2 separate regions of the Pan troglodytes genome follow, and region 2 is linked to region 1. A link is a contact called in public HiChIP or PLAC-seq data. All regions are on one chromosome and are shown on one strand. The core of a region is the stretch at or near the end of the contact, and the rest is flanking DNA. Distances in the headings are between cores, read along the strand shown.

Region 1 (6,064 bases), core at 1,411-3,910:
GACCATAAAATAAGGTCCAGTGATCAAGAATTAGCAGAAACAGATCCAGCTCAGGTTTCCAACTCACCAGCTCAGGGGTAGTGACTGCATCCAGTAAGCGCTGCAAAGGGAAGTTGGCAATGGGATGTGCAGCCAGGGTCTGCAGCTGCCCCTGCAAGTGCTCCTCAAAGAGGCTCTGGAGTCTTGGGGGCTCCAACACCAGCAGGACCTGCTCCAGGAGTCTGGAACTTGTCTGATCTCGGAGAAATAGCAGTAGGGGACTAGGGACAAGAAGGGCATCAGGCAGTCTTAACTCCATTTCATGCAAAATACAGTTGCACTACATCACCTCATTCATTTCACACAGCCCCGCCAACTTGGGTCGATCCTGAGGCCCTGACCATACCTGCCATCTACTGAGGAACTGCGAGTACTCAGGTAGCCAATCACAGCATTGCAGAGATGAGCGCAAAACTGGGGAAGTTTGCGGTGTAAAACCTGTAAAGCCACTTGAAGACAGAAGCTGGAGATCTTATCAGTGGTAAACACTGTGGAGAGAGGGCAGAAATAAAGCAGCTTTCTCAAAATCCAGACAACCTGCGTAACCTCAAACTTTAGGCAACAAGATACAGGGCACTATGGACACAAAGGGACTATACAAAGTGCTTTGAACATCAAACCAGACCAGGTTTGAAAAGAAGAGGAATAACCTGATGTAAGGGCCTTGCTTGGTGGTAAGATGACCTCCAGAAAAGTAGATACGAGACCATCCTCCTACTTCCCTCCTTACCTGCAATGTCCTTCAGAAAGGAGGAGCTCAGGTCCTGAAGGCGATTCAAAAAGGTTTCAGGGACTTCAAAATCAGCTGGCTTACATTCCTGAGCTGGGGTCTTCTGTGCTTCTGAAGGAAGATTAAGAACATGTGCAGTGGGGAGATCACAAACTGCCATCCAGGAGAGAAAAATTCCATAGATGAACAAGGTCCGCTTGGAGATGCAGAACAGATGTAGTACAACTAAATGTCTCTTCTGGATGACTGAACTGAGACTACATTTCTGTCTTAATTTTTCTAAGAAACTTCAACCAGCTTCCCCATGGTCCACAGAAGACAGTTCAACCTCCTCAGCCAGGTATTCAAGGCATTCCAAAATAAAGCCTCATTTAAACTCGCTAACTTTATTTCCCAGTTTTTCAAAATGTGGATCACAGCTCAAGACTGTACCATGAAATCAAGTTAGTGGTCTCAACTAGCATTTTTTTTTAATGAAATAGAGCAGAATAGTTTTGAAAAGGAAAAAAAAATAACAGAGTGGGCTGCATGTAGTAAGGGTATTGTTTCCTGAACTTTTGCTTGAGTCCAGTGTGTATGTTACTTTTGCGTAAGTCCATTTGTATATTAAGTCATGCTTAAAAAAAAAAAAAATTTCTCCTCCTGCGTCCATTCTAATAGCCTTCCCCAAACACAACTGTACATCCCTACCTCTGGGCCTCCGCACACACTAATCTTTGGCTTGCTAAGCCCTGTTCAGATTAGGACAGGTCAAGCTAATTCTTCCAGGTCAAGCTCCCCCATGAAGACTTACTCTTCTGTTTACTGTCTCATTCTGAACTTTCTAAATTCTTCTTCCCCCTAGGTCCACTTTCCTCTTGTAATACTTACCAGATGATTGGGAACCACGGGGCCTGGCTCTCTCAGACTCCAGAATAGTCCCTCCTAACACCTGAAGCAGAGTTCTGACCACGAAGCTGCCATGTGTGTCTCCACAGTAGACAAGAAAATCATCACACACCTCAGCGGCTAGTCCCAGGACCAGCTCCTCCAGGGTCTCCGTGGGACCATCCTTTCCATCCTCCTCCTCCTCCTCCTCCGCAGCACTCCCCAGCAATCGAGGGAGCTGTAGCAAAGCACTTTGTAATACATGGACCCCGCATCGGTGACAGGCCACAGTGCGCAAGTTAGAGCGCAGAGCAGCCCATACGCGACAAAGCGGTTTCAAGGGACTGAATCCCAACAGTTCCTGCAGCATCTCACTGCCAGCCCTGTTCGTGGACAAAGCTAGGGCCTGAGTCTCTACTTCCTTCATAATATTGTGCACCATCAGATCTGGAAAAGTGAAGAAAGACACACTTTGAAGAGACTTAGTAGAGAATACAGTTATGTACCCTCGCTTAACCAAGGGTCGTGGGTCGGAGGCCGAGGAAGAGGACATGGGAAATGAAACTAAGTCCCCACGCCCTGCCGACCCTAGAAAGTTTCCTTGCCTGCCCTGGATTTGATGCTCTTGGTCTAAACCCCGAAGTTGCTGCCTACCTCGTTCTTCCCCAGTCTCGGGAGCCTCTTTCAATGCTGACAGCGCCCGGCGGAAATATCCCAGAGCTTCCGGGCTCAGGTGCGGGTGCGAATCTGGAGCCGGCTCCGAGCGCCCATCCGGAGGCGGCCAGGGTTGCCGCTTACGGCCTGGTAAGGGGCGCCCCGACCCCTTGGCCCCGCGCCCCCGTTTGCCACCAGCTGGGAACCGGCGCCCCACCTTGTGTGGAGAGCGCGGACCCTGCCCCATGTGTGCTTCGCGACCTGTCCGGCTGCAAAAGCTTCCTTAACTGCGGACGGACCTTCGACGTCGCCAAGCGTGCGCCTTACCCAGACAAAGTTTAGAAACCCGGGCGCGCTCCTGACGCACCTACTACGTCATAGTTCCGCGCCGCCCCAGCCGGGCGGGGTGGGTGTGTCACCCAGATCGCTCCGCCCCCATCCGCAGGTTCTAACTTTGGCCCGGGACTCTGCCCCTCGACCTCAGCACAGAATCGCCCCGGGTCCTACTACAGAATCAATCCTTGAACACTGCCTCCACGTCGCCGGCTCAATCTGGGCCAGAACCCAGACTTCCACCGCAGCCCCGCAATCTGCAGACCTCAGCGGCAGCGCAGGTGGCAGGTAAGCGGCACACGCTCGTCCCACTTAGGGCTTAGGATCTCCAGGCTTCGCGCTCATCCCCGGCCCGGAAGCTGCGCCTCTGGCTCAGCCGGACTGAGTCAGGCCAGGGACCGGAGCTTCAGATAGCCCAGGACTCTGCGTGGACGCGCCCCGAGGGGCTGCCGCGCCAGATTCCCCCATCCAGGCAGCCACACTCAGAGGGTCGTAGTAGTTGTTCACCTCTGGACAGTCCCACTCAGCCCCTTCTTCACTCTCTGGGCCTCCCAAAAGACAGCCTTGTCCTCAGGCCCGCACCCAGTTGTCAGCCTCTGACTCCTCTCCCCTCAAAGGATTCTTACCTTGGCTCCTCCTCTTAGCCCTAGTGAGGTTCCCCCCTACCCCCCAACCTCGCCCCAGCACACACACAGTCTCCAGGCTTCCCTCAGAGTAAGTCTTTGCTTCCACAGACCTTCCTCCTTTGCCTGTGAGTCATGGCAGCTCCCATGAATGGCCAAGTGTGTGTGGTGACTGGTGCCTCCAGGGGTATTGGCCGTGGCATTGCCTTGCAGCTCTGCAAAGCAGGCGCCACAGTTTACATCACTGGCCGCCATCTGGACACCCTTCGCGTTGTTGCTCAGGAGGTGAGTGCTTCCTCTGGGACCACAGTTGCAGAAACCACCCGAGAGAGCCCTTCCACTTAACAGCTCCCTTTCCTAATCCCTTACCTGAAACTATAATACTACTCAACAAGATGTGAATATTTATTCAAAGTGGAAATTAAAAACCCCGTAAATAACTTCAGGTAAGGTAGAATTTTGCCGCCAAGTGAGTTTTATGAAAAAACTTTGTGTTTGAGCCAGCCATGGTGGCACGTTCCTGCAGTCCCAGCAGCTACTCCGGAGGCTGAGGCAGGAGAATCGCTTGAGCCTAGGAGTTGAGCCATGATCACACCACTGCACTCCAGTCTAGACGACACAGGGAGACACTGTATTAAAAAAAAAAAGAAAGAAAAGAAAAGAAAAGAAAGAAAAGTAAAAAACTTTTTGTTTGAGAGCAGAGATTTTGGAATTGCAACTAAAGGGTTGTGGACCTGTGCTTTCCTCTATTTCAGGCAAGACTTTATTGAACTGCACATTTTTTACTTATTTACTAGACTTCAGTTAAATCAATATTTGAGTATCCATGATTTGCTAGGCATTGGTAAACCACTGAAGTTACCAAGACTAATAAAATCTAATTTCTGCTCTTCAGAGATTCAGTCCATGGTGGAGTACAGTGGCTCATGCCTGTAGTCCCAGCACTTTGGGTGGCCAAGGCAGCAAGATCACTTGAGGCCAGCAGTTGGAGACCAGTCTGGGCAACATAGCTAGACCCAGTCTCTACAAAAAATATTTTTTAAATAATTAGCTAGGCACGGTGGCCTGCACCTGTAGTACCATCTACTTGGGAGGCTGAGGCAGGAGGATCGTTTGAGCCCAGGAGTTCGAGGTTGCAGTGAGCTATGATTGCACCACTGCACTCCAGCCTGGTGACAGTGAGACCCTGTCTCTAAAAAAAAAAATTAAAATTAAAAATGAAGATAGATTCCAACAGGAAGTCAGGTACAGAAAGCAGTCACTTCAATGTAATGTGAATATGGTAAATTATAAGAGGGAGATATGCACAGAATACTCTAGGGGTGTTGGGGAGCATCCAGATGACATAGGAGAGTGGCTAGGGAAAGTGGTTTGGGAAAGCGTCCTGGAGGAGGTAGGTGGTTCTTGAACTGAGTTTTGAAAGGTAAGAATTAGGTAAAGGAAGTTAGGAAAAGCATTCCAGCAGAGGGAGCTCCATAAGCATAGGGACGCTGTGTGAAAGAGTAGATGTGTGAGATAATGCAAGGGAAGAGTAGTGAGTGAGACGCTGGAGAGGAAAGAGTGGGTCTTGGAAGACCCTAATAGAGAACTCAGGCTTCATTCTCTAAGAGATGGAGATCCAGTTAGGAGATTTTGAACAGGGTTTGTGTTTTAGATAGGTCATACTGGCTGGATTATGAAGAATTAATTTAAGGCAGACAGACTGGAGGTCAGGTGGGTCGTTGGGAGGCATTGCAGTAGTTCAGGCAAGGCGGGTAATAGGCGGGGACCCAGAGCATAAATTTGGAGAATAGGAGGATTGTTCTTAGATAAGGGACTCTTCTTCCTCTGAAGTTGGAGGTTTGTGGGCATTTGTAGAGAGTGAGACAGACCAGGAAGTAGAAATCATTCATGGCTGATAGCTTTGGTTTTTTTCAGTTACCAAGCAGGAGCATTGGTGGAGTGAGGGTAAGACAGCTGGGACTGAGTAGAGGTTTTAGGTGAGTAGTATAGGGTGGGAGCTAAGGGCATGAGAGATGGAAATGACCACAACAAGGAAAAGGATGCTTACTCATTTCTCAAGAACAGACTCCATGCCTCACTTGTTCTTACCCTCTACTTGCAAAGTACAATGCTGTGCACATGGTGGGCCTCAGTAAATGTTTGTAGATTATTAAAACTTACATGGCAATTCACCTTGCTCTGTGGTGGCGAGGCCTATCATTCCTGAAACTACTCAAACAGACACCAGAGGGCAGCGTTGCCTGCCATGTTGCCTCTGCAGCAGGCTCTCCTAGGATTGATTGTCTTCTCAGTTCTCAAGCCCACTTTTGGTTGGGGAGTTTTGTCATGACTCACACCCATGTGTGAATGTGAGCTCATATCCCCTGTCCTACTCCAGGCACAATCCCTCGGGGGCCGATGTGTGCCTGTGGTGTGCGATTCAAGCCAGGAGAGTGAAGTGCGAAGCCTGTTTGAGCAAGTGGATCGGGAACAGCAAGGGCGTCTAGATGTGCTGGTCAACAACGCTTATGCAGGGGTCCAGGTACCCTTTGAACTTTGTTCCCAACTCCACATTTCTGACCTCCCCCTCAGACCCCTGCATCTTCATCCCCACTCATTGTCCCTTCCATTACCCAGCCCCTCACACCTCCCTACCTTCAGATCATTCATCACCCTCCCTGTGCCTTCCAGACGATCCTGAACACCAGGAATAAGGCATTCTGGGAAACCCCTGCCTCCATGTGGGATGATATCAACAACGTCGGACTCAGGTGGGTGCTCCACTGCCAGGACCCATGTTCCCTCACTCACTTAGCCAACTCGACGGCCAGGCCTT
Region 2 (6,064 bases), core at 1,222-3,721, 130 kb before region 1:
TATTCATGCGTTGTGTTTCTCCATTTTACTTGTTATTTTGACCTTTACTCTGGTTTTTCCAGAATGTTAGGGAAATTTCTCTGCATGTTTGGAAATTCAGGTTATAAGAAGACATCTGTCAGCTACTTATGTAACCAGCTTTCCCACCTTTCCACTAAACCAGTATTTTCTAGACAGTAAGGCACTATATAAATACAAGGTATCATTTTGTTTGATGAATGATGAATAGACAAACATGGTTGTCTACAGTTCATCTCATCACACCTGCAGGGCAGGTTTACCTACCCAATCATAAGGCACACAGAGGAATAACTGGCCCCTTACCCACCACCAAGCCTTAGAAACAGCGTAAACTACCAGGAGCTTTTCTCTCTCCCTCAGTCTTCCACAGGGCTCCTTGAATATCAAGTCTGGGGCCAGGAGAGGAGCAAGTACCTGTCATCATAGGAGGAGATCCTCTTGCCATCCATGACTCGTGAGGGTGTGAGGGAGAGCAGGCTGAGGGAATACAGCTTTTGCAGGAAGTGACTCTCTATTGAAAAAGAACATAATAGGGTTCTCCTCAAGGTGGAAACAGAGCCTATCCTGGGACACTGAAGACCAGGCCCAACTCACCTCTGACTTTGGCATCCTTACTGAAGCGCCACTGAGGCACAAAGACAGTTATGTCACGGTGACCACGGTCCCAGAAGTACTGCACAGCAATGGCAATGCCCCGGCTGGAGAAGTAGTGCTGGAGGCCATGCCTGTAGTGGGAGGGGGTCGGCCAGAGGAGGGGCTTGGCACCCTGGCTACAATGCCAGCCCCTCAGGACATATCCTCCCTCTCCTAGGCCCTTAGCCCCACCAGGTACTCACACCATGGCCACGTTGCTGCCGTCAATGACAATATGGCGGAGGTCTGGCTGGCCAGGCACATTGGCAAGGCACAGGGTGAAAGGATCCTGCAGGGCCTCCTTGAAACGCTGTGTTCCAGTCACCAAGTTGCCCCCTCGGGCGCCTCGTTTCCATTGAGGCCCCCGACCCCGTGCCATGCCCTGCTGCTTGTCTCCCCTGTCCCCCACGTCTCCCCGGTCTCCGCAGTCACCCCGGTCTCCACAGTGCCATGGGGGTTCCGGTGCAGGTGGAGGGCTGGGCACCCTCGGAGGAGAGGCATTCCCATTGTGGAGTCGCTGGAGGAGGGAGGCTCCTCGGGACTGAGCTGCCCTGTGACAGGAGCCATGGGCACCGGGAGGCTCACGGTGGACACAGAACCCTCCTCCTCCCAGAGTTATCTCCTCCTTCCCCAGGGCCTTCCCTTTCAGGGGTGCTGACTCCCTTGCCCCTCCACCCACTGACTGTGGCCTGAGGGCCACTTCTCTCTCCCACGCCTCTTCCCCAGGCAACTCCTTCCACCCCAAATCCATCTCCCTGGGACCACCCTGTTTCCCTCCCTCCTTCTCCACAGCGTAAGTGTCTCCCCTTGCTCCCCTGGAATCTCCGGGTCCCATAGATCCAGTGTCCAGGGACTCCCTGCCGTCACTAGGGGGAGCTCTCACTCCTTGGCACTGAGCACCCAGCAAGGCTGAGCTCCGCCCCTCCCAAGAAGCCAGTGCTCCTGGCCCCTGCCCACTAGACGCCTCCTGCACCAGACTCAGCAGCTCCTCCTGGACAGCCAGGGGCAACTGCAACAGAGCCTCTCTATGGGCATCCCCCGGGGACCGCAGCAGGGCAGAGAAGTCTCTCAGCACTCCAGTACACTGAGAGGCTCCGGAAGATGGTCCTGGCGTGAAGTCCCAGCTCAGCCGCTCTGCCAGCTCTTCTACCCGGCTCTGAGCCATGACAAAGGCTTCAGTCAGGCCACTGATCATCAGTGAGCCTGGCGCCCTGGGCACCAGATGGGCTGACGTGCTCCAGGCCAGGCAGTCAAGGAAGAAGCCCTGGGCTCCCAGAAAGATGCAGTGCAGTTTGGGCGGGTAGTGGATTTCATCCTGCAGTTCTGGGCTGCAGAGGCCTTTCAGGTACTCCTGGTTGGGAGGAAGGGAAGGTCAGGAAAAGTAAACTAACTGGCCCAGATCACCCCTCCTGGCTCCTTGCTCGCTCCTGAGCTCCAGGATGTCTGGAGTATCCACATGATGTTATTCCCATTTTAGAGATAAGGAAACTGAGACTCCCATCACAAAGCTGGTACATGATTGAGCCATCCTGGAACCCCAGCCTAATCCCAAAGGAAGCAATGTGGCCCAGCCTCCCACCCCACAGTGCATTCCTTGGTGGGGCCAACTTGTTCAGCCAGATATCTCTATTCTCCCAAAGAGCACAGAATGATTTTTGCCAGCCTGGGCCATCACAGAAGAAATTAAGCTGAAACTGAAAACAAATATAGAGTTGGAAAGTCCCTCAAAACTCAGGGGCACTGAGGTTGCCAGTGAGACAACCAAGAAGTGGAGATCCTCCCCAGGCCCCTCCTCTTCCCTGCTCTCCTCCGCCCTGGGGGAAAGCGTCCTTGGTGCCTGGAGGGATGGGGGAGAGAAGGCGTTCACCTTGGCTCTGCTGGCGTTTTCCTTGGGGCCCTCCAGCTGCAGCCAGATGTGGGGGTTGTCCGGACAGTCCTTCGGAAGGACGCTCACCCCCACGCTGAAGATGCGCTCCACATGGGGCTGCTGTTCCCGAACCTTGTTCTCAGCCTCCGCAGTCACCGCAAAGCGATCTGGGGACGCGGGGCGGGCCCCCCAGGTAGGCATGGCTGCTGCCCCCAGCCCTGGAAGGGGAGAAGGCAGCTCAGAGCCTCATTGTACCCTCAATCCAAATCCTGGTTCCTGGGACTACACCAGCTATCAACAGGTCGCACCTAGTTAAGGCTCTGGTAAACAGCCCCAGGAGGTGACAAGCATCTGAGTCCACTGGAGGTAGGGAGGGTGTATGTCACGCAGGCCTCTCCGGAGAGGAAGTCCCGGTAAACAAGGCTGTCTATCGAGAGTGGGCGTCTGGGCTTTGGAAAAGGACGACCACAGTCCGGAGCAAGTAGGGTGGGGGGGCTCCAGCTCGGCCTGGAGGCCAGAAGGAGTCTCCTGGGGGACTCTGAAGCTTCTTAAGGACGAATCCTCAGCAGGGGATTGAACTAGGCTGTCCTCTGGGGGCCCTGGTCTGCCATTTCCAAGGTTCAAGCCACTCCCACCCCTCCCCCAGCCGTCCGCTGCCCCTCTCCGTCAGGCCACGAGCGCCGCCCAGGGCCCAGGGGCCGGGCCGGGCCCGCCCACCGCGGACTGGGGCAGCCACCCCGGGCCGGGCCTACTCCGCACTGCGGCTCCCGCTCCCCGCTCCCGGGCGCGGGGGAGGGGCGCGCCTACCGCCTCCGCCGCCCGCGCCGGCTTCGGGTCCTCTCAGCGCCCGCCGGGCCCCCGCTTTGCCCGCGCCCCCAGCCCAGGGGACAAGGGCAGGGGGCCCGAATCTGGGCGGGCCTTCCCGGGTTCCTCACCCAACGGGGACCTCTCTTGTCCACATCGCACGCAAACTGTTTCTTGAGTCACTTCCTGGCCTGGGGCGGAGTCAGCCCAGCTCCTCCCGGCTGCGCGCCCTCCTCCCAACCCCGCCGCCGCACCCAGAAGCCCCGACGGGCCCGCTCGGCCTAGTCCCCTCGGCGGCTCCAGGGCTCGCTCCTTGCGCTTCTCACCAGCCCTCCCGTCTGTCTCCCGGCCCTCAGGGTCCTCGCGCATTCTGCGCAGTTACTTCTCGGAAAGGGGAACCATGCGTTGAAAGTTGTTTCCCGCGAAAAAAGATGTGGCCGACCAAAGAGGCAGCGTGACTGGCCCACTGGTGCTCTAGGCCCAAGCACTTTCCACCAAAGCAATCGTGGCGGAGGGGGTAGGCGGGAGGCGGGAGGCGGGAGGCGGAGAGTACCCCTGGTGGAGTACCCCTTTCTTCCAACAAATGGAAAGATGCCACGAAGAAGGGCTGTTGATTTGTGGGGGATTTTGAAGAGAAGAGGAATAGGAGGAAGGGGTTGAGGGGCTGCCTCTGGCATATGCACACACTCACACATTCTCTCACACCCCTCACACACACATACCATGTTCTCCATCCCCCCAGGTCCAGCCCTCAGTGCTGTCCCATCCAGCAGGGCTGCCCTGAAGCTCTGGCTGCAGCCCTCCCGTCCAGCGGGCAGGCGGCTTCATCCCTCCTTTCTCTCCCAAAGCCCAACTGCTGTCACTGCATGCTCTGCCAAGGAGGAGGGAACTGCAGTGACAGCAGGAGTAAGAGTGGGAGGCAGGACAGAGCTGGGACACAGGTATGGAAAGGGGGTTCAGCAAGCCAAGAGAGGGCAGACGATCAGGGTGCCGGCGGTGAGAATCCAGGGAGAGGAGCGGAAACAGAAGAGGGGCAGAAGACCGGGGCACTTGTGGGTTGCAGAGCCCCTCAGCCATGTTGGGAGCCAAGCCACACTGGCTACCAGGTCCCCTACACAGTCCCGGACTGCCCTTGGTTCTGGTGCTTCTGGCCCTTGGGGCCGGGTGGGCCCAGGAGGGGTCAGAGCCCGTCCTGCTGGAGGGGGAGTGCCTGGTGGTCTGTGAGCCTGGCCGAGCTGCTGCAGGGGGGCCCGGGGGAGCAGCCCTGGGAGAGGCGCCCCCTGGGCGAGTGGCATTTGCTGCGGTCCGAAGCCACCACCATGAGCCAGCAGGGGAAACCGGCAATGGCACCAGTGGGGCCATCTACTTCGACCAGGTAATCCCCCTACCCCTGTCCAGGGGACCTGGAAGGACCCTGCAAGGACCTGGAAGCAACTGTCCAAGCCCACTTTGCTGTCTCTGAGGCTTTAAGAAAACAGCTTCCTACATCTTTCCCTAATCTGGCCTGTTGCCCCACCACCCCACCGACGGTTTCCCCTCCCTCCACCCATACGCAGCTCCCTCCTTGCTCCTTCTCACCATTTCTTTTGAATCTGTTCACTCCTATTCACTCCTACTTGCCACTCCTTCTATTCATTACTCACTGCCCCTGCCCCTAGTCCCCATGGTACCCCTGAGCCATGGGCATTTCCTGAGCCCCACTCAGCAGGCTCTGCTTCCCCCAGGTCCTGGTGAACGAGGGCGGTGGCTTTGACCGGGCCTCTGGCTCCTTCGTAGCCCCTGTCCGGGGTGTCTACAGCTTCCGGTTCCATGTGGTGAAGGTGTACAACCGCCAAACTGTCCAGGTGACCTCAGCACTGGCCCCCATCCCCGGCTCGGGAGGGTGGGGAGGGGGAAGAAGGGGAGCCCAGCTGACCTCCGGGTGGACTCTCCATTGACCTGTGTCCTGGAGGCCAGGACCAGGGGAGGAATGGGCCTGCCTTGCATTGAGTGTGGAGGATGTGCAGAGTCCAATGCTGGCCACCCCTCAGCCCTCCAGGGAGAGCCTGGGGAATGGGGGCTAACTGGGCTCCCCTCCCCAGGTGAGCCTGATGCTGAACACGTGGCCTGTCATCTCAGCCTTTGCCAATGACCCTGACGTGACCCGGGAGGCAGCCACCAGCTCTGTGCTACTGCCCTTGGACCCCGGGGACCGAGTGTCTCTGCGCCTGCGTCGGGGGAATCTACTGGGTGGCTGGAAATACTCAAGTTTCTCTGGCTTCCTCATCTTCCCTCTCTGAGGACCCAAGCCTTTCAAGCACAAGAATCCAGCCCCTGACAACTTTCTTCTGCCCTCTCTTGCCCCAGAAACAGCAGAGGCAGGAGAGAGACTCCCTCTGGCTGCCTATCCCACCTCTTTGCATGGGACCCTGTGCCAAACACCCAAGTTTAAGAGAAGAGTAGAGCTGTGGCATCTCCAGACCAGGCCTTTCCACCCACCCACCCCCAGTTACCCTCCCAGCCACCTGCTGCATCTGTTCCTGCCTGCAGCCCTAGGATCAGGGCAAGGTTTGGCAAGAAGGAAGATCTGCACTACTTTGCGGCCTCTGCTCCTCCGGTTCCCCCACCCCAGCTTCCTGCTCAATGCTGTTCAGGGACAGGTGGCGCAGGTGAGCCTGACAGGCCCCCACAGGAGCCCAGATGGACAAGCCTCAGCGTACCCTGCAGGCTTCTTCCTGTGAGGAAAGCCAGCATCACGGA

The links. HiChIP or PLAC-seq counts read pairs in DNA pulled down with a chosen protein or histone mark.
Region 2: a contact with region 1 is called in an H3K4me3 HiChIP or PLAC-seq map of stem cell-derived excitatory neurons, with 4 times the contacts expected there. The contact joins the promoter of CBLN3 here to the promoter of DHRS1 in region 1. A contact is called at or near these places in 1 of 7 Hi-C or Micro-C datasets (stem cell-derived neural progenitor cells) and 1 of 1 datasets of contacts at active chromatin or transcription factors (stem cell-derived excitatory neurons).

What each region holds. Positions count from the first base shown.
Region 1 is chr15:22,592,358-22,598,421 of NHGRI_mPanTro3-v2.0_pri, reverse strand. DHRS1 (dehydrogenase/reductase 1) reads left to right here and starts at 2,660. Exons shown (of 9, transcript XM_509871.9): 1 at 2,660-2,911; 2 at 3,358-3,531; 3 at 5,627-5,770; 4 at 5,920-5,999. The coding sequence starts at 3,382. It overlaps NOP9 (NOP9 nucleolar protein), which reads right to left and starts at 2,675. Exons shown (of 10, transcript XM_522808.8): 1 at 2,291-2,675; 2 at 1,640-2,083; 3 at 770-880; 4 at 386-527; 5 at 68-260. The coding sequence starts at 2,537. LOC104001983 (a long non-coding RNA gene) reads right to left here. Exons shown (of 6, transcript XR_010151079.1): 6 at 3,638-3,875.
Region 2 is chr15:22,723,068-22,729,131 of NHGRI_mPanTro3-v2.0_pri, reverse strand. It overlaps CBLN3 (cerebellin 3 precursor), which reads left to right and starts at 2,471. Exons shown (of 4, transcript XM_001170186.8): 1 at 2,471-2,714; 2 at 4,068-4,700; 3 at 5,050-5,169; 4 at 5,407-6,064. The coding sequence starts at 4,401. The coding sequence ends at 5,604. It overlaps KHNYN (KH and NYN domain containing), which reads right to left and starts at 3,791. Exons shown (of 8, transcript XR_001709055.4): 1 at 3,457-3,791; 2 at 2,522-2,739; 3 at 858-2,005; 4 at 616-746; 5 at 436-532.